Linked DNA regions of Mus musculus: region 2 is linked to region 1. A link is a contact called in public Hi-C data. All regions are on one chromosome and are shown on one strand. The core of a region is the stretch at or near the end of the contact, and the rest is flanking DNA. Distances in the headings are between cores, read along the strand shown.

Region 1 (6,617 bases), core at 978-3,477:
TTACTGTGTTAAGAAGAATCCAGACACAAAGAGACAAGTATTACACCTTCTTTCTCATGTGTGGAAAATGAAAAATAGAAAAATTGATCTGAAAGTAGCCTAGAGATGACAAGGGATTGAAAAGTGTAAAACTGGGGAGGGTGCAAGGGGAGGAAGAAGGGTGGCTGATGCACGTATGGACAGACACATCACAGTGACTCCCACTAACATGTGGGAGTTAATGTGTGTCGGCAAATAAATAAACATTCAGGAGCATGAGCAGTCATATCTGCAGCATGTGCTGTACATTGGAATCAGGGTCACGTGCTCTGTGTTCCCTAGTTATTTTTATTCACTTAAGACAAGCAGAAAAAGCCCAGGAGGCCCTGAGGACATGAAAATTAAGTGTGGCAGCCGAACTTGGCATGTGCAGGAGCAGCTCAAGTAAGCAGGCACTCACTGGGCACTGGGAGGAGCTGAGGTCGCTCTCTTCCTGAAGAAAGCCTGAAGAGAAGGGCCATTGCTTCTTATGACTAAGCTTGCCGACTGTCTTCCAGCTAAGGAAGCAGGAGGGAATTTGCTTGTGAAAATAACAGGAAAGCTAGGAAAGGCTACGGCAAGAAAGTGAGATTCCTGGAGATGGCCCACAGTTTTACATGGCTGTGATAGGTGCACTCCGGAGAGGCCCAGCCCCAGGGACTTTGGCCCAGGATTTGCTTCCCAGGATTAATGTGCCTTTTCTGCAATTATCACATAGCCTAAGGATGCCTGGCATCAGCCCACCCTATTGGACAAATTTCCTGCAGATCAACATGAAGATGAACGCTCATGAATTAATGCTGTTTAGATGAATTAATGACTTTATAGCATTCCTGATTTGATTCAAATAATTTTAGGAAAAAAGTTTAAGGAGATTATTTTAGTTGTTTTGCCAGAAAGGTGTAATACAGTTAGAATCAAGAATGGGATGTGTCCCCTCCTCTTAGAAAAGTAAGTAAAGACTCCATAATAAGGAATACAGTGAGCTTTCATAAATCGTACTAGGAAGAGAAATAGGCTAGGGACAAATTTGTGATCAAGGAAAAACATTCATTCTAGGTCAGGTCCACGGATAAAACCACAGGTGTGCCTATGATAAAGCAAGGCCGTGGGAAACTGTTGCTTTAAACTTATAATGAGCTTACAGAATGAAGCACTGCTTTGAATTCACTATTGGCATCCTTCTTTTACTCCCCTTTTCTGTAGCATTTTATCTTTGAGGGAATTTTATAAAGAACTTCTGTCTAAGAAGGTATAAAAAGGCTAAGAAAAGAAATAAACTGGGGTTTGGGGGCTCTGCTCCATCCATCAAATGTGTATATGTATATATATCTGTGTATCTACATGTATGTACATATATACATATGTAGGTATATGCGTATGCATATAAAGTGTGTATGTGCACTTGTGAAATTGATGAAACAGGTAGTCAGTTGAGCCTGACAAGAGTGTGTGTGTGTGTGTGTGTGTGTGTGTGTGTGTGTGCCTGACTTTCTTCATTTTCTTTTTTCTCTGGCTCACAAAGAGTTAACAAATCTGAGCCTCTTGCTTAGCCAGTGAGGGGCCTTGAGCCAGAGAGAAAAGAGCCCAAGTAATTAAGCTTTTTCTTAATTCCCTGCTGCTACCAGCAGGAGTTAAATTGCCAGAAGCTAGCAATTTTTGGCCACAGAACAGCAAAGAGTTAAAGGAGTTAAATTGCCAAAAGTAAGCAGCCTTTGGCCCAGCAACCTCCAACCCCACTTTAGCTGCCTTCCTAGGGGAACTGGTTGCAGGCCTAACCCCCCATCCCCTGACATTAAAGGACATTTAGGGTCCGTGACTGGCATTTCTTCCCAAAGACTGATGCTTTGATGGGGGGGGGGGCTCCTTGGACAGACTGATTGCAATCTTATTTGTACCAGGGCAGTAGAAACCTTGGTTGCAAGTATGCAATGCATATTGAAAAGATTACAGCTCAGCCACTGGGTGCAAATTGGTCTGGGCTGTTTACTGCGAGAGGGATATTCCTCAGTCCTTTCCTCCATGTGCAGAGTTACTGATGGAGGAAAACAGAAACCTTCTGATGACCCATGCTCCTGCCTCCAGGAGCTCCCTGGGGTGTGGACCTGCCCTCAGGAAGTGTCGCTCCACACTGGGGTAAAGGCAAGGTGGCAGGGTCAGGCTCTTGGATGTGGACCTCCTGGCCTGACTGGGACCTGGGCTTGCTCTGTGTAACTTTTGGCTCAGAGAGTGGAGCAGCTGTCAGCCCCTCCATATGAACAGCTTGGAGTTCTTTCTTCTCTGCCCACATCTCTTGCCGGGCACTTTGTTTGGGGAAGCAGCTAGGCTAACTAGTCCTGGGAGGGAAGAAAAACATTGATTTTTTACCTCCATTCAGATCAAAATTATGTTTAGCTCTTCCAGCACAAGGTCTCAGGACACAGTCACTCCCATCCTACATCTGTCCCCACTCCCTGGTGCCCTCAGCCTCTAAGGTGGGACCAAGATGCACCTGGATGCTTCCTTTGTTACTGTGACTACCAGGTAGAAGCATCCAGTCCTTTGGACTATGAATGAAACAGAGAGGGCGAGAAGTTATTTATTTGTTTGTTATTTTGCTCAGAACAAGAGATAGGGAAAACCTATGTATCTCAGAGCAAGCAACAGCTGGAAAGAGTAGCCAGCTGGTAGCTACCCTATGAGCGGGTAGTAGTATGCATGGCAGACCTATTCACTATATGAAGATGCCAGAAAGCAAAGGCCCCTGGAATTAGCTTGAAAATTAACTACTGCAGAGTGGTTTCAAAGACCCAAAAGTCTTAAACTAAAGGTCCTTTTATCAAATGTTCATGTCAGTTTAATGATAAGTTCTGAGCCTGAAGGGGGTGAGAGTGGGGGATCATGGATTTATACACACCCAGAATTTGGAAGTGGTTCCAATTCAACAACCTAAAAATCATTGATATTTCTTCCAATTGTATGGTTTGACTAAGTCCAATGACTGTTTCAATGATGATACACACCATTGGCGTGGTATTGTAATTATATCTGATTATACGAAAACTTTTCACTGTAATTTTTAAAATATATATTATTTTAACCCTAGAAATTATCTGAAAAATTGTGTTATTGTATACAAAGAACATGTGCTTCGGCATTGTATCCCTTGGTTGGGGTCTTCCTGCATCTTGGAGCAGTGAGCAGAAAGATGGTGATTTTACAATTATTTTACACCTTTATTCGAGACAAATTATTTTAATGTATGATTGGTGATCCTATTCCTAAACAATTACTAAGCTCTGATAACCTGCATTCTGAAAGTAGAGAGCTAAGTTTGGCCCCAGGGATGGCAAAAGAGAGAGAGAAAATCATGGCTTCTTACTCTTGAACACATTGCCATTTGGTGAGAGAAAGAGCCCTAGCTCATTCTGAGGTTGTAAGATGCACAGACTTCCAAGAGAGTGAAACTTCAGCAAAACTTTCCCCGGCTTTCAATAGGTGCTATTCTTAACCTAGAAACAAAGACATTCTAAAATAGAAGAGCAAACCTTTCTTTGACTCTTGTGTCAGCAAAGGGCCATAAGAGAGGAAAGGCCAATGTCACGGTTTAGTACTTCAGTAAGCTGGAAGAGTCAACACCAGCTATAAATAGGACACTAGCTCCAGGGCACCTTCTCTCTCCACTAGCTAACACCACATCCCCTTGACTGAGGGATACCCATTAACCTAAGGCTGCAATTCATTTCCACAACTACTAGCAAGGCATAACAAGCATGTTTCTACCAACAGGAGCCACATTTATTTTTACAGACTTACAATTGGTGCCCCTCATTTTGTAAGGGTAGGAATGTTGGCTTAGAAGAATTATCTTCAGATTTGATGGGACAACCCTACTAGTGTCTTCTGAGTTTGGCTTAGGTAGATGCAAGGTCTGGAACATAAGATAGTGAGATCTCTTACTTCACTCATCCATCTAGCAAGTGAATTTATTGCTCATGTGGGTATTATGCTGTACAGTGGGAAAACAGATTTAACAAAATAACTCTTGTCTTGAACTCAAACAGCCATGTAAACAGAACTGAAATGTGAGTTGCTAAAATCTGTGATAGATGGAGTTACTGAGATTGGGAGAAAGTCTTAGAATTTGATTGGTAAGATGAGTAAAAGAATGTGCTCTATGGGGCTGGAGAGATGGCTCAGCAGTTAAAAGCACTAACTGTTATTCCAGAGGTCCTGAGTTCAATTCCCAGCAACCACATAGTGGTTCACAACCATCTGTAATGGGATCCAATGCCCTCTGCTCATGTGTCTGAAGACATTGACAGTGTACTCACATACACAAAATAAACAAATCTTTTTTAAAAAAATGCATTCAAAGCCAAACATAGGTACACACTTTAAAAACTGTGCTAGAAGCAAAATCAATAAAATATTTTAAGATGTGGAATCAAGGAAAAATGAAGCTTGCTTGGGTAATTGCCAGCAATCACTAAGATTTCTATAGAAAATTTGCAGGCAGTATTAAGAGAAGAGGCTGATGTGAGTCTGGTCAGGGCCAGCTAAGAAAGACCAAAGTGGGTTTACTAGGGTAACTGAAGACATTCTGAAGAATTTTAAAGGATAGAGAAAGGATTAGTTATATAGGAGAAACACACACACACACACCTCTGGGAACAGCAAAGCAAAAGATAGGCCTCCTGGCCAGCAGTAGATGACCAAAAGAAAACTCAAGGGTTTTTTTTGTTTTTTGGGTTTGTTTGTTTGTTTGTTTTTGTAGATTTTTATTTTTTGTCTTATACTGATTTGCTTGGGTATTTTGTATCTTGCTAGTCTTTTCAGATATATTATGTTTTCTGGTTTGGAGGTTTTATTGGTTTTGTTTTTCTTTGTGTGTGCCTCTCTGTATGTGTATTTCTTTTTCTTTATTTTACAGTTCTAGATTTTGTTATTGTTGTTTTGACTTGCCTCTTTGTTTTCTAGAAAGAAAGCACAGGGTTGGATGTGTGGGGATGTATAGAGATCTGGGAGGAGATGAAGGAGAAGAAACTGTGACCAGAATATATTTTAGGAAAAAAATATTTTCAATTAAAACATAATGAAATGTTTTGAGGGTTTGTTTGCTTGTTTGCTTTTTGTTTGTTTTATTTTAATAAGCCTAATGAATGGTCAGAATAGACCCCCAGGGGACTCTTCCATTTAGTAGAAACAAGAGAGGAGCAGGCACAGTAGCCAAAGAGTTGGGACAAAGTCAGAGAATGGTTGCAGGTTGGGAGAGTGGAGACAAGAGTATTCAAAGCCAGGCCAATGAGTTGACTCAGGAAGTAAAGGCTCTTATCCTCTAGCCCGACGACCTGAATTCAATCCCCAGGAACCATTTGGTGGAAAGATAGAGCAGACTCCCCAAAGTTGATCCCTAAACTTCATATAAGTGTGATAGCATGGTCACACCCCTCCCTCCCCCCAAAATACAAGTTATAAAAACATGAAAAATAGAGTGTCCAACAGAGTGAAAAGTTCAAAAAGATAGAAGTATACCCATTGGGTGGGCAACTAGGAAACTCTTAATGACAAAAGTTTCTGCTAAGATGGAGAAGTGAAGATGAGGGAGAGGAGGTAGCAGGTGCCACGTGCTCTAAATTACTGACTTGGGAGCTTGGGAGATAGCTCACCCAATACAGTGAGCGTGGTGCAAGCTTTAGGGCCCAAGTTCAATCCTTAGGATGCACGTAGGATAAACCAGGTGTGCACTGTGCTTGTAGTGCCAACACCTGTGAGATGGACACAGGAGGTTCCCTGGGACTCTCTGCCAGCCCAAAGGGCAAGTTCCAAGCTAATAAGCAAATATGTCTAATAAAACAGAGTGGAGTACACTGAGAAAGGGCACCTGAGGGTGTCCTCTGGCCGCTACTCATGTGTACCCACACATATGCATCCACACATTGGTACACACAGAAATGAAAAATGAAAGAAAGGGCTATCTCTGAACAAGAGAAGAAACCTCATTAAAGAAAACTGTGACATCTTGTGTGTGTGGGTGTCTGTTTTTAATTTCATAAAGGTGAAGGAATCTGAGGACATTCCTTTGTGAGTAGAGATACAGAAAAAATACAATAGAGGTCATGAAAGGATCAACTTCCTAGAGACTTCCTAAGGAAAAGATGGTGCATTAGTCAGGCTTCTCTAGAGTAATGGAACTTACAGAACGAATCTCTCTCTGTCTCTCTGTTTCTCTCTCTCTCTCGCTCTGTCTCTCTCTCTCTCTCTCTCTCTTTGTATATGACATATACACATATACATATATACACATAGGCACACACAGGAAGGGAATTTATTAGAATGATTTAAAGGTTGTGGTTCGGCTAACCCAACAATGGCTGCTTATGTACAGAAAGTTCAAGAATCCACAGGGTGATCTTCAATAGATTCCAGAATCCCAAAGAAGTAGAATAAAGAAGGAATGGACTTGCTAATGAGGGTGGGAGGAAGCAGATAATGAAAGACAACTTGTGTCTCTGATGTCCTATATATATGCTGCCACCAAAAGGTGTGGCCCAGATTAGAGGTGGACTTCCCACCTCAAAAGATCTGGATCAAAAATGTGCCTTCCCATCTCCAAGATC
Region 2 (6,933 bases), core at 117-2,616, 67 kb before region 1:
TTCCTCATGGATGCCTCCAAATGAACACAGTTTCCACCTGGTTGGAAGAAGGAAAGTCAGGGAGAGAAAGAAAAGAGCACAGTCCAGTGTTTTTTAAAAGCACAGGCTATGCTGAGATTTGCTTCCCTCTGCCAGTCTCACCCGAGGAGCCTCTGCTCCTAGTGGAGTATGACTTCAGATCTGTGTCAAGATAATCCTGCAAGGGGAGGGGACGGCATCAGTTGCAATAAACAAATGCTTTAGTTTTTCACTGGGGGCGGTGCTTTAAATATAACGTGGGCACCGCTTTTGAACTCCTGACTAACGTAAAGTCAGGTCAACTCTAAGCAAATATTATTTGCTGGGTTAAATATGCAAGGGAAGGCATTGGATGGCAAAGTTTAAACTGAAAGTTCTGCTGAAAAACCCACTTTAAAGAAACAAAGTAAACGCAAAGAATGCATGTAACTGTCAGTCAGTAACAGCGCACGTGTCCTTTCAGTATCTGACTGCATTAAACACAGCTACAGAAAGGGACCCAAAGATAACCCTAGTGTAAACGAAAGATTCGTGTGTCTTGGCAGCTGAAGTGGGGGCTAGAATCACATAACTCAAGCTCCTGTGTAAGTTCACAACACTTGCTGTGCAGTTTTCTGTGCGTCTGGGTCCACGATCTCAGCTTTGTGCTTTAGACAACACATCCGGAAAGCCATCCATTAGGAAGCCTAACTTTGCTTGCCTACACTTTAACTTGGGAGTTTAATAAGTTTAGCGCCTTCGGACACAAGCACCTAGAACTACAGACAGGTCAGTCAAATGCACCATCAAAACAGAAAGGACGAGGAACTACTTTTCTGAAGCGCTGAGGTTTAGGGGCAGGAAACCATCTGGCAGGTCGCAGCTCCGAATGGGGAATTAAAGGTCCTGCCCATCCCCCTGGTAACCTCTGGCCTTGGAACTCAGTGCCCTTCGCGCCGCACAAGTTTCCCGCGGTGTAGCCCGCGTGGGCGCGGGCTGCAGGGTTGACCCCTCGGCTGGCACGGACGGCGTGAGCCCGAGTGGCGTTGCCCCAGAGCCGGGGACGCGCCCCCCGCACGCGCTCCGGGCTGCCGCGCCGCGCCCCCGCACTCACCAGCCGCTCCCGCGCCGCTATCTTGCCATCCCAGTCGGCCGCCGCCCCGGGGCAGCCCGGACCCTGCAGCACAGGACTGCAGTCCTGAAGGAGCAGTCCGGTGGTAGCAGCCGCCGTCCTGGCGCCCCTGTCCCCTTGCAGGCCGGCTCTAGCGGCCACCGACGACCGGCCGCCGCTGCCTTCTCCCAACCCCGCGAGCCACCGCAGCGCCAGGCGACGATAACGGCCGCGGCCACTGCCGAGACGCTCCGGCGCAGACTGCGCGCCCGGAGGCGGCGCCTGCGAGGAGCTCGGCGGGGGGCGCAGCACCCAGGCCCCGCCCAGGCCCCGCCCCGCGCGCCCCCGCAGCCTTCTCCGCCGTCCCTGCCGCGCGCACGGGGACGCGGGCCCGCGGGCCCGCGAGGCCGCGCGTGAGTCGGAGCCTCTGGGTCGCGCGCGGGCCCGGCGCCCAGGGAGGTGCCTCTGCCGAGACTCCGGTCGCGCGGCCAGCCTTGCAAGGTCACCGAGCGGCGGGCGAGAGCGCAGCGGCCCTGCGGGTGCAAAGCCTCCGGAAAGGCCAGCGGAGCCCAGGCGGCCCTGCGGGAAGCAGCGCGGCTCCCAAACCGCTGTCATTGCACTTTGCAAGCCGTGCGCGGAGGAGGAAACTCGTGTCGCCCCGAAAAGGCACACGGACGCCAATTACTGCGGGTTTTTTTTTTTTTCCTTTCTTTCTTTCTGATTTTGTGCATTACCTAAACTGCCCCCAAGCCGGGGCGCTGCCACTCAGTTCCCCTACTTTCTTGGTGAGGGGACCTCTCAGCTCCTGAGGGCCTGCGGGGGCAACTGAGAACATCCTGGAGCCATCTAGTCGTGCCTCTGAGGCGTGTTGGGCTTATTTGTGCAGAGAAGAAACGGATCCCTTAATGGGGTGAGATTTTTCCTCCGTGCATTGTTCCCATTTCCGCAGTTTCACTTGGCCTCGGTGTTCCTTCCAGAGTAATGCACCAAATGAAATTGGTAGGAGTGTTTTATGGCGCAGAGTCGTGGTTTGAAGATGTTTACGCTCTGTGCCGGACGCGTTTGATGGTGTTCTCTTTAGCACAATTAATTTTGCAAAGTTCAGAAATGTGCCAGACGGAGCCACTGGCACGCAGTCACATGGCTGTGCAGACACACCTTCCATAGGGAGCCGCTTGTTTGTTTTCAGATGTGATTTATCTGGTGCGCCAGGGCCAAGGAGTTTGTGAGGGACCTTTGACTGAAATTCTAGACTTTAGAATCTACAGCAATTTGCAAATCGGCAGGATGAAGCTTATTTTCTAAAATAAATATCCCCCGTTAATAATGTAACTCCAAAATGGGCAACAAGACACCTGAAAATATACTGCATGAAAAAATAAATTCTTAATAACATCTTTCAAAATAAAGTCACTAAGAGTATCCTAGTGACCAACTCCACTAAAGTGCATATTTTGAACATGAAGTGCCTCCTGCTGTCCATGACTGTTTCTGGACTGTGCTGAACCCGCCCCCATTTAAGTTGGACCATATTGCTTTTCCTTTATCCCCATTCTTTCCCACAACTTGAGAGACTTGGTATTCATATTGCAGTATTCTGTCTTTTCTATTAGACACAGCACCTATGGCTCACAGAGCTTTTAGGAGCTAACAAAAGTATTTTCATTTGTTTTCAGGTCAGAAGAAAAAAATAGATTCAAGTGTTTTAATGTAGAATAATATTGCTATCTTTGTACCTAAGGTAAACAAAATAAGAATGTTTAATGTTTAATAACTAAAGAGACTCATACATATCTAGAGTTCATGAAAAGCATGGCACAGCCTCGTTGTCCAGGACCTAGCATCCTTTTGCATGGAAAAAAATAGATAAGTAAACCTCAGACAAGACAACCACATGATTTTCACCTTGCATAGAACGCTGGCCCCTGTGGCCTTGCTCTCTTGATATGAATTTACTATTTAATCCTTATAACACACCTGTGAACTGAGTTCTGTTCCCACATGTAGGAACAGATACAAATTTCGTGGGGCCTGAAGTTTGTGCAGTTTGGGTGGCCCTCTTAAAAGAGCAAACAAAACAAAACAAATGAGAATATCCAACACGGTCCAGAACCACTCAGCACCTGGGGGAACAAAGAGGCCGGGCAGCCAGAAAGAGGCCTCTGTCTCAGCCATAGTGGCTAAGTTACCTTACCTTACAAATTGTACAAAGCACACATGGTCGTATAAACATACTGCCTAGGTTTTCTCGTATAGGGACGGAGAAAAGCTATCTGGAAGTTTGCCATCACAGAAAAACCCGCTTTGTATGTACCCATTCCACAGGCAAGAGTTTGGGAAATTCGTCACAAGTTGTTTGTTGAAATCTGTAACACTTTCATGATTCTGTGGAATGGCTAGAAGAATTGCAGTATGCACACTTCTCTAGGAGAAAGAATGGTTTCATATTTACATAAGATAGATACCATTTGTTATAAAGAAACCACTTTTAAAAATAGCAGTAACCATGTTGGATGGGACCAGTCCATAACTCATGTGAAGGCATTTGCTAGGACTCTGCCATCAGTGATGCCAGAGGCAAGTCAATTCTTTTTATCTCTGTGTTAAAAAAAAAAAAAAAAAAAGTAAATTAACCAGGAGTCACAGCTCAATTGCAAGTGCCATGGATGGACCCTATTTTTGTCTCCTTTTTCTGGATCCAGTGTGTTTTTAAATATCACTCTATATAATATCTATGGATTGCATTTTCATGAGATGCTATAATGTTTGTTTGCTATTTAAATGGCATATTAGGAAGAGCCTGACACATCTTCATAAACGTCTGACAGACAAATAAGGACATCGAGATAATAAATCACATAATTAGAGGTAGAAGGGTCAGTTATTTGGCAAGCTGATATGGAATAGATACAAGGCAGTGAGATACCGAAGCCTCACGCTCGATGCTTTCTTCTCATCTCATTGCTCTATGGTGAAGACTCAGACTCTTCTACACGGCAATTGCCTAGTCTACCTGCCTTTTTGTTTTGTTTATTCCTCCTCCTCTTGCCCCTCCTCTTCTTTCTCTTCCTCCTCTCCCTCCTTCTCCTCTTCCTCCTCTACTCTTCTCTATAGGAATTTAAAAAACAATAATAATAATGATAACCCATAATAAACATTCTAGGATTAAAAGGCTTTTGTCCTTCGCAGAACAAAAATACAGCAGCAAAGCAGAGATGACGGGAGGTTTGTTTTTGAATCTCAGCATCACCGTGGCCCTTCAGACAGCTTCTCTTGATGAATGACCTCATATGTATAGAGCTTGTCAGTCAGCAAGGCAAGGAAGGCATGCTGTCTTCCTGGAAGAACTGTTGGAACCAGATAAGAATCTACAAATTAAGCACAGTTCTTCACTGGCGAGTGGTTGAAGTGGCTGAAACCACTCCTCATTTTCAGTCTGACAGATGAATGTAGATTTAAATTGGTTTATTTCAGAGCACAGTTTTGGACAAGATTCAAAACTTTAATTAGATCCCTGTAAGAAGACATATGAGGGTAATCAGCTCATTTGCTCTAGATTTGATATTCCTTCCCCAAAGTGGTTTGGAATGCTATTTAAGGGACATGGGTTTTTTTGGTTTTTGTTTTTTTGGTTTTTTTGTTTGTTTGTTTGTTTGTTTGTTTAAAGCAATAAACACCATGAAACAAAGTATCTCCCCAGAATCCTGTCCCAAATATATTCTCTTCCAGCTAAAATGGCTTCAGAGGTATCACATAAAATACATTGGTAACGCATCACATCTCTAGCAGGGCACTGACTGAATTGTATTTTGTTTGTACTCTGATTATTTGTACTGTGCTTTCTTCCAAAAAGAAGTTTACATAGGAAGACAAACATTTAAAACTATTAATAATAATAATAATAATACACCTGGTTGAGGCAAGTAATAGGATATAAATACAAAATTAAACTCCAAGCTTCCCCATAACCATGAAGTAGGGGAAGTGGGAGTTCCCATAACTCTCACTGTCTAGTAAAAGAAATCATAGTTTCACTTAGGAGAAATTATTCCTGGGCCAAACTCGTCAAGGAACCTGGTCAAAAGAGTATTTATGCCGGGTGTGGTGGCGCACGCCTTTAATCCTAGCACTTGGGAGGCAGAGGCAGGGGGATTTCTGAGTTCGAGGCCAGCCTGGTGTACAGAGTGAGTTCCAGGATAGCCAGGGCGATACAGAGAAACCCTGTCTTGAAAAACAAAAAAGAGTATTTATATGAGGAATATACAAAAGTCTAAGACTTTTTTGTGGGCAGAAAAAAACTCAAGTAACTTCATTGCTATAGTGTGACACATCACTGTGTCAATTTTGCTACAGTTTCCTTGGCCAGACATTTTTCTCTGCCCACCATGCATTGCCTTTAGTGCACACTGTGTCAACGTCCTTTTGTAAAGATGCGTGACATATCTGCGTCACACACAAGTGATATATGCTATGAATCTCAGCATCGTTGTCCTTTTAGATAAATGCATCATCTGAGCACAGAGGTGCTGGGTGGAGTAGTGGTTGGAGGTGCTGGGTGGAGTAGTGGTTGGAGGTGCTGGGTGGAGTAGTGGTTAGAGCAGCCAGCTGTCCAGAGAGGGCAAAGCCTGGGGGAGGGAATGTGAGGCCTGAGTGGGTATGGCTGAGATCCCTATAGAATATTCTTCCTATACTTCCTTGTACTGTTTGCTATCACCCCAAGGCTCCTAGAGACCAGTCTAGTAGGTCAAGCATTTAAACTGGGGAAAGTTTAACTGCCTCGGGTTGTTAAAGCTAAGTTCCTGAGCCAGAAGCCTCGACTTAAGATTCATTGGGGGAAAGCAGCAAGCTGAGAAAGCCTCTGAAGGAAGGCAGGGATAACCTTGGGGAATAAACCCTTCCTGTCTTTCCTCATCCCCTCTTCCTTTCCTCCAGGGTTTCAGTGAGCATTGGTCTGATTGGAATCTTCACTTCACATCCTTCCTGTTCTTCTTAGCATCCTTGATTTCTGACCTGCCTGCTTTCTCTCCCCCACCTCTCTCTCCCCACTCACTCTCCCTTCCTTTCTTTCCTTCCTTCCTTCCTTCCTTCCTTCCTTCCTTCCTTCCTTCCTTCCTTCCTTCCTTCTTTCTTTCTTTCCTTTTTCTTTCTTTCTTTCTTCTCTTCCTCTTCCTCCTCCTCCTCCCTCCTCCTTCCTCTTTTCTTCTGTTGTCTCCATACCTGTCTCACTCTTAGCCCATCTCTTCCTCCCTTCCCTATGACCCTCCTCCTCCTCCTCCTCCTCCTCCTCCTCCTCCTCCTCCTCCTCCTTTACCAAGCACTTCTCTGTTCCTCCCTTCTCCTTCCGTTTTCATATTTATCTGTTACCAATGTCATTTCAGGGCAAAGCACAGAATGAGAATGGATGCTTTCTTACTTCTTACATCAATCATACACTCAGAGTCCTGTGCTAATATTCTCAGTTGGGCTAATGGATCCCACAAAAGAGCAATTTGCTCCATTCTCGGTGGTTATATTAAGTCCATTATTTAATTTATTCCTTCAGCTGCTGCACTTAGTGCTTTGCCAGAGGCATCTCTCTTGCAGATGGAACAAGAAGCCAGAAGATTAAAGGATTGAGCTGAGGCCCAGCAAAAGGTAGTGGGGTTGATATAAAACCTGACCCAAATTCCTTAAATCCCCGAATATATTATTCTAACTAATACACTTAATTCACAGACTTCACTATTCTGTAAAACCAAACACAAGAGTAAGAAAGTGAGCTTTTGTTTGCAGTTTCTGACTCTGAAGACATTTCAGTGGTTACACATTTGCCAGTAGGCATGACT

Evidence for each region. A called contact is a pair of places that touch in the nucleus more often than the background predicts.
Region 2: a contact with region 1 is called in a Hi-C map of stem cell-derived neural stem cells, with 2.3 times the contacts expected there. The contact joins the promoter of Lifr here to the enhancer-like site in region 1. A contact is called at or near these places in 2 of 39 promoter capture datasets (macrophages and stem cell-derived epiblast-like cells), 1 of 15 datasets of contacts at CTCF or cohesin (the NIH/3T3 cell line), 20 of 484 Hi-C or Micro-C datasets (B cells, the HL-1 cell line, the Patski cell line and 10 more), 7 of 115 datasets of contacts at active chromatin or transcription factors (the 230-238 cell line, embryonic stem cells, extraembryonic endoderm stem cells and 1 more) and 4 of 9 other capture datasets (adipose tissue, liver, macrophages and 1 more).

What each region holds. Positions count from the first base shown.
Region 1 is chr15:7,057,776-7,064,392 of GRCm38.p6, reverse strand. No RefSeq gene overlaps it. Among named protein-coding and RNA genes, the nearest start is that of Gm30971, 13 kb to the left of the region's middle. Within about 2 kb of position 2,227, at least 20 of the 459 cell types and tissues checked have an H3K27ac peak or open chromatin away from gene starts, as enhancers often do. A contact at or near this core is called in cerebellum and stem cell-derived neural stem cells, where this site is marked.
Region 2 is chr15:7,124,005-7,130,937 of GRCm38.p6, reverse strand. Lifr (LIF receptor alpha) reads right to left here and starts at 1,366. Exons shown (of 20, transcript NM_001358593.1): 1 at 1,112-1,366.